Regions from separate parts of the Mus musculus genome. Here regions 1 and 2 are each linked to region 3. The links are chromatin contacts, called in public Hi-C and promoter capture Hi-C maps. All regions are on one chromosome and are shown on one strand. Each heading gives the region's core, a stretch centred on a gene start, on an enhancer-like site or on the middle of the called end of the contact. The rest is flanking DNA. Distances are from core to core; before and after follow the strand shown. Region 1 overlaps Oxsr1 (oxidative-stress responsive 1). Region 2 overlaps Xylb (xylulokinase homolog (H. influenzae)). Region 3 holds the start of Acaa1b (acetyl-Coenzyme A acyltransferase 1B).

What was found. Promoter capture Hi-C pulls out the DNA fragments that hold promoters and counts their contacts. A called contact is a pair of places that touch in the nucleus more often than the background predicts.
Region 1: a Hi-C map of liver shows a contact between it and region 3, with 2.1 times the contacts expected there. The contact joins the enhancer-like site here to the promoter of Acaa1b in region 3. A contact is called at or near these places in 9 of 39 promoter capture datasets (the 3T3-L1 cell line, 3T3-L1-derived adipocytes, liver and 4 more), 7 of 484 Hi-C or Micro-C datasets (the 63-12 cell line, the AML12 cell line, B cells and 3 more), 3 of 115 datasets of contacts at active chromatin or transcription factors (bone marrow-derived dendritic cells, hepatocytes and stem cell-derived neural progenitor cells) and 4 of 9 other capture datasets (adipose tissue, embryonic stem cells, liver and 1 more).
Region 2: a promoter capture Hi-C map of embryonic stem cells shows a contact between it and region 3, with 2.4 times the contacts expected there. The contact joins the enhancer-like site here to the promoter of Acaa1b in region 3. A contact is called at or near these places in 10 of 39 promoter capture datasets (the 3T3-L1 cell line, cranial neural crest, embryonic stem cells and 4 more), 4 of 484 Hi-C or Micro-C datasets (the AML12 cell line, bone marrow-derived macrophages, nephron progenitors and 1 more), 4 of 115 datasets of contacts at active chromatin or transcription factors (embryonic stem cells, hepatocytes and microglia) and 3 of 9 other capture datasets (adipose tissue, liver and pancreatic islet).

What each region holds. Positions count from the first base shown.
Region 1 is chr9:119,296,615-119,300,520 of GRCm38.p6, forward strand. The region is part of intron 2 of Oxsr1 (oxidative-stress responsive 1); the gene reads right to left. Among named protein-coding and RNA genes, the nearest start is that of Oxsr1, 24 kb to the right of the region's middle. Within about 2 kb of position 2,152, at least 11 of the 459 cell types and tissues checked have an H3K27ac peak or open chromatin away from gene starts, as enhancers often do. A contact at or near this core is called in hepatocytes and liver, where this site is marked.
Region 2 is chr9:119,373,258-119,376,968 of GRCm38.p6, forward strand. Xylb (xylulokinase homolog (H. influenzae)) reads left to right here. Exons shown (of 19, transcript NM_001033209.3): 9 at 1,043-1,161. Among named protein-coding and RNA genes, the nearest start is that of Xylb, 18 kb to the left of the region's middle. Within about 2 kb of position 2,389, at least 7 of the 459 cell types and tissues checked have an H3K27ac peak or open chromatin away from gene starts, as enhancers often do. A contact at or near this core is called in embryonic stem cells, where this site is marked.
Region 3 is chr9:119,155,466-119,158,986 of GRCm38.p6, forward strand. Acaa1b (acetyl-Coenzyme A acyltransferase 1B) reads right to left here and starts at 1,628. Exons shown (of 12, transcript NM_146230.3): 1 at 1,359-1,628; 2 at 1,126-1,219; 3 at 280-337. The coding sequence starts at 1,529.

The DNA.
Region 1 (3,906 bases), core at 902-3,401, 140 kb after region 3:
AGCTCAACAAAAACTAAGGGGATTCTCTGCATTTACCATTGTGTCTGACACACATGTACACCTCTAATAAATATCTGTTGGATGGAAAGCTCTATACAGCTCTCCATTTATTCATGCTCATGCCTTAGAGCCTTGGATAGAAGCATTTATTTTCAATCTTTAAAACTAATAAATGAAGTGCTCAGTAAATGCTATTTTTTTCATCTTTTCTACTTAAAGGCAAATTTATTCGTACCAAAGACCTTGTATATATTTTGCAAGCCCTAAAGACACCAGCAGAGGTTTTTGCAAGGCCCCTTAACTTAGAAAACTCAGTAAATATGAGAGGAAAAGGAAAAAAGCACTTGCCCATTTACAGTTAGACAGGACTTCAGGTAAGATATGTGCATGCAAAAAAGGAACACATAGGTCAGCATGTACATGGCAAATTAGTAATCATATTAAACATTACAAGAATCAACAGGAGCAAACAGCTAAGACAGGCAAGGATGACAGAAGAGCCCTTTGGGAGGAGCTGGGAGCTCAGTGTAGCCCTACAGACTTTGAGGAACTAGAGCAGTATGGAATTAAAGACAAGTGATATCCCACCCAGCATTTAGGAACTGAGCCACATTCACAGTCCCATTGTAATATTTAAGTATGACACAATATGTGAGAGCGATTTAAGGCACAACTGTTACACTGCCTTAATCTTGGACAGGACACCAGCAAGGCAGACAAGCTGGGTGGATCTCAGGTGGCTACCAAAAGACTGCCAAGATAACTCAGACTTCAGCGTAATCCCACACAAATGTCAAATGTCATCCCAACCCAGGGCTGAGACAACCACTGGGAAAGAACCATAAAAAAGAACAGAAAATAACTTCCTTAGAAAATCTCCATCCATACCCAAGAAAGCCCCATTTCTCCCTTTCCTTAGCCTAACATTCTTCTTTTACGTCTAGCTACAAGCTCCCAGCCCCCAACAGCTGATCTGCAAGTCTACCTCCTATTCAAGTCAGCAAAGGGTCTTAAGGTTCCACAAGTTCAAGAAGAAAATAGAACCCAGCTTGAGGTAAAAGTTGGTAGCATAAGGGCTGGAGACATGGCAGCAGTTATGAATGTATACTAGCTGCTCTTGCAGAGGACCTGAGTTCTGTTCCCAACATGTCCATTGGACAGCTCACAACTGACGTTAACTCAAAGGGATCTGCTATCTCTGACCTCTGCAGGTACCCACGTGTGTGTGCACATACCTACCACCACACAGAAACACAAACATATGCATGATTAAAACACAAAATCGGCATCAGGCCAGGTATGATGGCACATGCCTCTAATCGCAGCAGCTGGAAGGGAAGCACAGAGCGCTGTTGAGTTCAAGGCCACCTTGGTCTATACAGAGAAAAGTCCAGGCCAGCCAGGGTTACTTGGTGAATCCCTGGCTGAAAAGCAAAGAAGCAAACGGCAGCACAATGACCTGCAGAGACCTCTGACTGAGCAGGTCATACGTGTATTTATTAAGTGACTGCTGTACCAACTGTGTCACACCCAACTGCTAACCACTACAAACCTTCATAAAACCTGACAGTCTGGTAAAAAAGTTAAAGAATACCATGACAACAGAAAAATAGCTTAATAAAAATCAAAAGAGTCCACTAGAGAGGCACAAAAAGTAAGAGGCACAACCAGCAAGCTCTCTGAAGTCCTACCGCACTGACAGTGAAACCCTCTTGATTGTTTAATTCCCTGGAACCAGGGGTCATTTTGAGTATATTAAAAATTTAGCATATATATATAATATATATATATATATAAGATGTATATGTTATATATATAACATATGTATATGATATATATATATGTGTGTATATATATATATGTAAATATATATTCACAAATCACTCTGGCTGCAATTTAGGAAATAAATGAAGACTAGAGACAACTACTCTCCATACAACAATAGATAGCTCAGTCTTAGGTATAGACCTATGGTTACATTCATATTAGAGAAGTTGAGAGAGCAGCAGGACTCTTACAAATCTTCAACCTTAGAACTGTCTATAAAAGTTTAAAACCCAGTGATAGAGCGCTTGCTTAGCACACATCAGGCCAAGGTTCAATTTCCAGTTTCAAGAAGTTAAAAAGGCAATATACGCCAAAGGGAGGAGCCAAAAGGTGAAGAGGAGCTGTAAACAACAGACTTGGAAGCTGGCTGAGGCGGGTGGTGAGAGAAAGGACTGGACAGCAGTGACAAGCAGTATGAAGGCCTGGGGACAAGCTGCAGCTTTACATGGTAGGCTACATTCTGAGCTGTAACTTGAGAAACTGCTTATTTCTAGAGGTTTCTAGCAGGAGACTCCCAAGGACAGTAAAGACTGACAGCCTAGGCTCCTCAACAACCCTCCTCCTCCCGAGGCGTAGAATCTCCTCCCCCCTCCATAACACCTGTTCCAGTTACGCTTCTCTTCTGAATAGACACAAATGCCATGCAAGCATCTATCACCCTCACTTAATTCTCCAACAATCTCCTTAACCACCTATCAAGTCTACCCTTGCCGACGAGATTGCTCCTTCAACGTGTTTCACAGTCAGCCAAGCCTTCCTTCCTTCTTTTCTCTCATGTTTTAAAAATGGGGTCTGCCTGTAGACTAGGCTGGCCTGGAACTCAGTGATCCACCTGCTTTTACCTCCTGTGGATGGGATCAGTGCTATGCACGCCCACGTCGTGCACAACTTTATTTACTTAATTTATTGGTTAGGCTTGAACCTAGAGCCTCACATGATAGACAGGCACTGTACTGTGTCTTTAGCTTTTAAATTTGTCCCCACCATTCCCCCCCCCCTTTTGTTGTTGCTGTTGTTTTGACACAGAGTTTCTCTGTGTAGTCCTGGCTGGCCTGGAACTTGCTTTGTAGACCAGGCTGGCCTAGAACTCAGAGATCCACCTGCCTCTACCTCCCGAGTGCTGGGATTAAAGGACTGAGTCACCACCTTCCCCGCTCCATTTCTTTTTTTAAGGTAATTTTATTTATTAATTTTTTATGTGCACTGGTGTTTGGCCTGGATTCATGTCCATGTGGGAGTTGGATCACCTGAAAACATGGGTTACAGACAGTTGTGAGCTGCCAAATGGGTTCTGAGAATTGAAGCTGGGTTCTCTGGAAGAGCAGCTACTGCTCTTAACCACCGAGTCATCTCTCCAGTCCCTCCCATTTCTTTCTTAATGATGGCTTTTATTTGCTTATGAAACTCACCTTGATTTCTATGATTTACACAACTTTCCATTCAGACAACTGAGTCAGTTCTTCATCCATATAGAATAAATAAACCATGCCTCAAGAAGTTCTTGTACCAATGCTAACAAATTTTTCATCTGTGAAGTTTGACACTTTTATTCTTCTGCCACTATTACTAACTACATATAGGGACCCCATTGCCTCTGTGTCTTGTCTAGTGAAAAGTTAACTGTGAGTTGTAAATTATTTATAGGTCCCCCTCCAAATATATAAACACTGAAATGAAAACAAAACAAACACAACAACAACAACAAAAGTAGTCAGGAGGTGGTGCACTAGAGAGGCAGAGGCAAGCAAATCTCTGAGTTCCAGGCCAGCCTGGCCTACAGAGTGAGTTCCAGAACAGCCAGGGTCCCCAGAGAAACCCTATCTCAAAAAACAAAAAACAAACAAAATAACCTAGTAGGTTATTGGCCTTATGACCTAAAACTAATATTAAAAAGAAGAGGACCTAAGCTGAATGCTAGAGTTTACCTAAAGCTACATGACATGGCCTGATAACCCCAGCACTAGGAAGAAGAGATAATTGGGTCTCTAAAGCTCACGGGCCAACTAACCTTCCCTAACCTGTTAGCTCCATGCCAATGACAGATTCTGCCTCTAAAACAATGTTTAGGGGAACTAGCTC
Region 2 (3,711 bases), core at 1,139-3,638, 220 kb after region 3:
GTGAAGCAAGACCGGGGCTTAAGAAGAAAGACAAACAACAATGTTTTGACTGACAGGCACTTGAACCTTCTGGGCAGCTACTGAGGCCGCCTTGGACCGTGACACCCGGAACAGCAAATGTGTGGCTCTGCTCTCTTTCTGCACTTAGCATGTGCTGGTCTTGCAAACTACCCACTCGTTCCCAGCACCTGTGTCTGCTGGCTCACAACCACTCGGACCTCCAGCGACGGGGGATCCAACAGCCTCGTATGGGCTCTCTGGGTGCCTGCCTTCATGTGCACATAGCCACAGACAGATATATCAACACATTATTAAAAATGATAAATAATACATTATTTATATAAATAAAATAATATATATTTTTAAAAGCTACCATCCTAAGGACCCCCACCTTACATGTCTTTTCCTGGAAAGGGCCATGAGATTGAGGTATCTGAGAACTGCCCTCTCTCAAGGTTGGCTCAGGTGGGTGCCTTAAAGCTCACAGGGCATGGGAACAGTTGCTGCCTGGCAGGCCTCAGAACAGCAGGCTCTCGGGCTCCCTGTGTGATGGGCATCTGAGGGAGTATTTGGAGGAGGTGGAAGCACCACGGTTTCCTTACATGGACCCTGCTGCCTTCTGGCTCTTAGGTTCAAAGAGGACCCTTCTTTCTTTGATGACACAGAACCAGCCACAGGGCTGGAAAGGAGGCTCAGTGCTCTTGGAGAGAGGCCCTGGGCTCAGTTTCCAGTACCTGCATGGCAACTTACAACCATCTGAAACTCCATTTTCAAAAGCGTGACATTGTGTGCTGGAATCCACTGGCACTATACATACGTGGTGCACAGACATACATGCAAACAAGCATCCATACATGCAAACGCAAGCATCCACTCATAGGAAAGCAGGTAAATACATCTTCTTTCAAAAAGCGGACGAAGACAGAGAACCAGTCACACCTTTGCACCAGAGAATTGACTTTCTCCACCAGTTTTACCCAGCTCTGCCACCAAAGCTCCCTCCCTCCAGAGGTTTATTATTTTTGTGTCCTTCCTTCCTTAGGGTCCGGAATGAATCTGTTGCAGATCCAGGAAAAAGTCTGGTCCCAGGCTTGTCTGGATGTCTGTGCTCCCCATTTGGAGGAGAAGCTGGGCTCACCGGTCCCTTCCTGTTCAGTTGTGGTAAGTTGTCTCTCCAGAAGTGACTTCAGTGTGGCTTTGGGCACTGCTGGTGAAGCCTAGGGTCATGCACACGCACACACACACACACACACACACACACACACACACACATACACACACGCATATACACACACACACACATACACAAGAGAGAGAGAAAGAGAGAGAGTTTTCACTTAAGCCTAAGTGCGGCAGCATTTGAAATTAGTCAGAATATCTGAATACTGTAGTAGTGTTCAAGTACCTGGCTAGGTTCCCAAGCTCTCTGAGGGGCTTCTGGGTGACTGCACCCCTAAGGATAAACGTGCAGAGTGCTGAAGTTCTGGGCACTAGCATGGAAACTTGCATCATGTAGGGTATGGAAAACAGATACTGAGCATCTGACAGACAGAGTACAGGCGCTGGGGTCACACAGACAGAGATTAAACCCTGGCTGCACTCATACCCTCCTGGTTTTGGCTTATTGTTGTTGTTTTGAGGCAGGGTCTCTATATAGCCTAAGATGGCATGGAACTTGTGTAGACCAGTCTGGCCTAGAACTCAAAGAGACACCTCCCCCCCACCCCCCCACCCCCCGCCTCTGCCTCGTAGTGCTGAAATTAAAGGCTTGTGCACCACCATACCTAGCTTGCTTGGCCTACCTGGGGCCACCCATTTGGAATGGATACGGGCTGTGAACAGCCAAGTGCATTCTGTTTGGCTGACCCTGTTCTTGGCTGTAGGGAGGATCATGAGACTTCATTTACAGCAGCCAAGGGGGAGTTAGTTGTCTCATCTCATGTGCCCCTGTGTGGGGTCCACCAATGTGGACGGGTGGATATCAAGTTACCTTGTCGAATGAAGAAGAGGAGAAGATACAATGGGGGGTGGGGGTGGGGGAGACTCTTTGAGTTCTAGGCCAGCCTGGTCTACACAAGTTCCAGGCCATCTTAGGCTATATAGAGACCCTGGCTCAAAACAACAACAATAAGCCAAAACCAGGAGGGTATGAGTGTAGCCAGGGTTTAATCTCTGTCTGTGTGACCCCAGGGCTGCTCACCCACAGGGGACAAGCAGGGAACAGTTGCTCACTCACAAGTGAGACCCTGTCACAGAAAAACAACCAACCAAAAAGTTAAGCTTCAGTTATCATGGGTCACTAGGGGTCAAACCCCAAGTCAGTGGTCGGGCTTGACTGTTGAAGTGTGGGAATTTTGCTTTTATTTTTGGGGTTTTGTGTGTACACTGAGCCCCTGGAATGTTACCACCATCTGTGGCCTTTTCTTTCATGTGAAATGGAGAATGCAGGCTTTGCTTATGTAAAGCGAGAATGCCATTAAGGAGTCTTTTTAGAGGCAAGTGTTAGAGTAACAGGAAAGAACCGGTTCTGAGAAAATGTGTTTCCACTTATTGACCAAATGCGGATGAGAAGTCACTGGCTTCACGGGGTGTCACCTCTGTTGGAATCAAACTTTCCATGTTGGGGCCTCCCTGACTCCCTGACTGTCCCGTGAGTGTGTAGGGCAGTCATCATCAGAGAGGCACAGGAGCCTGTGAGTGAGCAACTGTTCCCTGCTTGTCCACTGTGAGTCAGTCCTCGGGACCTACCCCAGCTTTTAGAGGTTCCTCTGTGGCTCCCGCCCCATTGCCTTTGGGGTGCCCAGTGTGACAAGGCTCCCTTAAGCTCCTGCCTTCTGGTTTTCTCTGCGTCCCTAGGTCGCTCCTCCATGTTAGCCTGCTCACAGGCCCCATCAATCACATTCTAGCGTCTGAGGCAACCTAGGTCAGAGCCGTTTATTTTCCCAGAGGATGGGTCGTTCTGTTGAAAACTCAAAACAATGATGGATGGAAATTTTTTTTCTTCTCCTAGTAGGGGAAACAATATCTTTAAAAAATATGTTTTTTTGAGTCAATCTACTATGACTCATACTGGCCCATTACTATGTAGTCCAGAGTGGCCTTGAATTTATGGTCATCCTCCTGTCTCAGCTTCCTGAGTTGGGATTATAGGCATCAGCCATCATGACTTTTGTTTGTTTGTTTCTTGCTTTCTCTCTCTCTCTCTCTTCTTTTCTTTTGCTCTCTCGCTCGCTCACTCTCTTGCTTGCTTTTTTATTCCCCCGAGACAGGGTTTCTCTGTGTAGTCCTGGCTGTCTTGGAACTCACTCTGTAGACCGGGCTGGCCTTGAACTCACAGAAATCTGTCTGCCTCCGCCTCCTAAGTGCTGGGATTAGAAGTGTGTGCCACCACTGTCTGGCTTTCCCTGCCCTTTTTAACTACTTTCTAAAGAATACTTTTGTGGGAGAGATGGGCTCTGATCTTGATTTAAAGGAATCCTTTATTATTATTATTATTATTATTATTATTATTATTATTATTATTATTGGTTTTTCGAGACAGGATTTCTCTGTGTAATACTGGCTGTCCTGGAACTCACTCTGTAAACCACATTGGCCTCAAACTCAGAGATCTACCTGCCTCCACCTCACCACCACCATTATTAATAGTATCACGATGATGATGAGGAGGAGGAGGAAGAGGAGGAGGAGAAGGAAGAAGAGGAGATAGGG
Region 3 (3,521 bases), core at 378-2,877:
ATTTAACTCTAAAGGGGATGTCATACGTTGTCTTTGTTTAAAAGTTAGGCCACAGAGAAGCTCTAACCCAGTCCCCAAGTCCTGGATGCCTTGGCCATCGGCCCAGTGACACACCCCCTCTAAGTAGGGAAAAGGTTATGGAGAAGAGGTCAGGTCAGTGGACTTTAGTTGCCTCGATATCTTCATTCCACCTGCTCTTCCACCACACACAGATACATCCCCAGTGCCAGGGCCTTCACCAGTCACGGTGGACAACCAAGCTGGAGCCAGAGAGATTACCTCAGGAACTGGGCGATGCGTGCCATAATGGCTCCAGCCCCGGGCTGAAGCACATTGCCTGTGGATAGAAGAGCCTTCACTCAGTGCCAGGTGGTGTCCCAAGGCCTAAGGCAAAACATGCCGCAGAAAGGAGACATTTCAGATCTCTCCAAGAATCACAGCCTCTGGAGAGAGGCGCACATGAGGCTGTGGAGGCTCAAACTCTGGGGAGTGGGGAGCCAGCTACCCAACAGCAGTACAGTGCTGGAGGGCCGCCAGTGAGCTTGCCAAGGCATGCTCCTCTGATCACAGGAAAAGACGGGAGAGACTCTAGGGTAAGAGACACAGTGCAAAGCCTGAACGCTGTGGGAAGCAGGGCTGTGGTGAGGGAAGCGGGTCTGCAACTGCTCACCTGCCCAAGTGTCCTCCTCCAAGCCCTGCACCACTGCAGAGATGAGGAACAGGCTGGCACCTCCGGACAAAACTGTGTCCTACACTATGTTCTAGTTCAGGGAAAGCCTAGGGGTTAAGGCAGGGTGGGGTGAACCCATCTGCACCTGTAACCCGGGACAGGATGTCCATGTAGGTAGAGAAGCGCGTTTTCCCGCCTCCTGGGGTCTCCTGGAACATCTGGGCTTTAGAACTTCTACTTGGTGGTGCTAGGCTTTCTAGCGCCTCTCAGGTTGCCGATGTGCCATGAGGGGGCGCCCAAGGTTCTACTCTTGAGACTGGCCATCGGGAGCAGCCTGATTCAGACCTCTGTGGTCGAGAGCCCTCCCGTTCAGTAACTCAAGTCTGTGAGAAGGGAGACGGATATTCGGGAGGAGGGCGGGGGAGGGCCGGTGCAGGACCCGCAGGGGAGCTCACCCACGGAGATGTCTCCCAGCTGCTCAGGCTTTAGCTTCACGTCCTGGAGAACCGCGGTCAACACGGCCGACAGAAGCTCGTCGGGGGTGGTGTCCTGCAGGGCGAAGCGCAGCAGCGGTGAGCCCAGCTCCCGAATCCCCGCCCGGGGACTCTGCGGTCACCGGACCCCCGACGGCAGGATCCCATCCGCGCTGGCCGCCTTCTGCTCCCCTCGCCCGCCCGAGGGGCCTCACCTTGAAGCAGCCACGGCTGGCGCGGCCAATGGGAGTGCGCCGTCCGTGCACCACCACCACGTCGGAGGCCGAGGCCTGCAGGAAGCCAGCGGAGCAGGGCGCAGCTTGCAGCGCGGAGCTCGACTCGGGCCGGCCGGCCAGGTGACCCAGCACTACCTGCAGCCGATGCATCGCGGAGGTGGGTCCCACCGATTTGCCAGCGCTCTGGGCGCTCACCCCAGTGAATTAAGGACGCGGGCTTGCACAGGGCAGAGCCAATTGGAGCCTTATATTTTCAATAAGTCCTGCCTACCCATTCTGCAGCCAATCAGAGGGCGACTCTTCCTGAGTCTTCCCCCACCACCACCTCCCAGCTTCTCAAAGCAAGTCAATGAACTTCAGAACCCCTCCTTCTTAAGTTTGTCCATGTACACCTGTGATGGTGCAAGTGTGTACTGCGCAAGTTCAAGGCCAATCTGGGCTACAAAAATAAAAGAAAATGTTTTAAAATATAATTAAAAAAAAAAAAAAAGCTTGTGCACATTTTTGAAGCTCCTCCCAGAAGTGTAAACTGGAACTTTCCTCGTTTTGTAATCTACACTGTAGGCAGGACCTCAAAGTCTTGTGGATTTCTGAACATGAACCAGGAGACCTTCCTCCAAACATGGCCATGGCACACTATCAGACAAAAGTCAGGAGGTTTCTGGGACAGTGGCAACAGCTTTACACTGCAAATGGAGATAGAGGACCTGACTCTGATTCCTGTTCTATTCAGCTCTCGTCTTTCCTGGGTCCCTGGCCCTAAGCTGGATGCTTGAGTACTTGGCTGGAAGAACCCGTTCTATCAAGGCACAGAAGCAGTTCAAAGGTCTCTGAGAGTGTCCCATGTAGCATCCTCTGTATGCCTATTTGAGATGCCCTCATCAGTGCACACCCCTGCAGCACCCGCTCCCCTCGCCCCCTTAGCAAAGGTGTCTGCCAAGGCCTTGCAGTGTGCCTGAAGCATTAACTGATCAATGGCTTCCTGTTGAGTGAATGGACCGGGGCTTCCTGGATCTAGAATGTGTTACCAGCCTTAAAGAGTAAGACCGGGTTCCCCAGTCACAGTGACAGGTCAGCCCCAAACCATGGCAGTTACACAGTGTTTTCTCAGACCCCAGGGGATCCCAAAACATGAAAGGAGAGGAGGCTGGGAGAGGGCTCAGAAGGTAACGGGCTTGCCCTGCAAGTGGGAGGCCAGAGGTCAGATCCCCAGTGCACAAGGCTGGGCAGGCTTGACAAGGGTCCCATGACCTTAGTGCTCAGGTGGGAAAGGCAGAGGATCCTTGGGGCAAAGTGGCTACCTACCCCAGGCAAATCACTGTGTTCAGACAGAAACCCCATCTCAGAAAGCAGAGTAGGAAGGGGTTTAGAATGGCATCCAATATCAACCTCTGCCCTACACATAATATGCACACTCACCTGCCCGTGCTTTCCAGGGCAGGAGCACTGGAGTCTTAGACACCCAGAGGCTGATCTAGCCTTCCTGTCACCATGTCCAAGGGCACAGACTTCCTAAGTGCAGGGTCGTGTGCTCTTTAGACACCCCAGAGAGCACGCTGCACCAGGCCTCCTTCCTTGTCCCCTCCCCACTGTCTTCCAGTGCTCGCCTTTGTGGACCTCTTAGAAGCCCGGGGGGAAGCCTGTGATGCCATCAGTTCCTAGGACGCATGTAGAACCCACAGCCCACTGTCTGCATGGGGCTAGGCCAAGGACAGCCACCCAAGACAAAAACATAGCTTATCTAAGGCCCGAAGAGAAATGAGATTTTGTGTTTTATTTTTGTTTGTTTGTTTGTAAGTTGCTTACACGGATGCTGAGTGTGCCTGTTGTAATGTCAAAATGTTGAATTCTTCTGCATTGAGCAAGGCCAGAGAAGTTCATACAACATCAGAAGGACAGGCTCACCTTCTCTACAACCAGGATGGTGGATCTCAAAGAACATTTCTAAGTTCCACATCACTGGCCCAAGTCCCCAAATGGAAGTGTGGAGGTCTGTACCAAGGCACAGGCGCAAAGAATTGCAGACTAGAGGACCACAGAGCTTCTCTAGCCAGAAGGCAAGGAGGACTAACAGAGGGGTGACAGACGTTACAACTGCAAGCTCCAAGGCCTACCTCAATTGTAGGAAGACCCTGAGCTCCA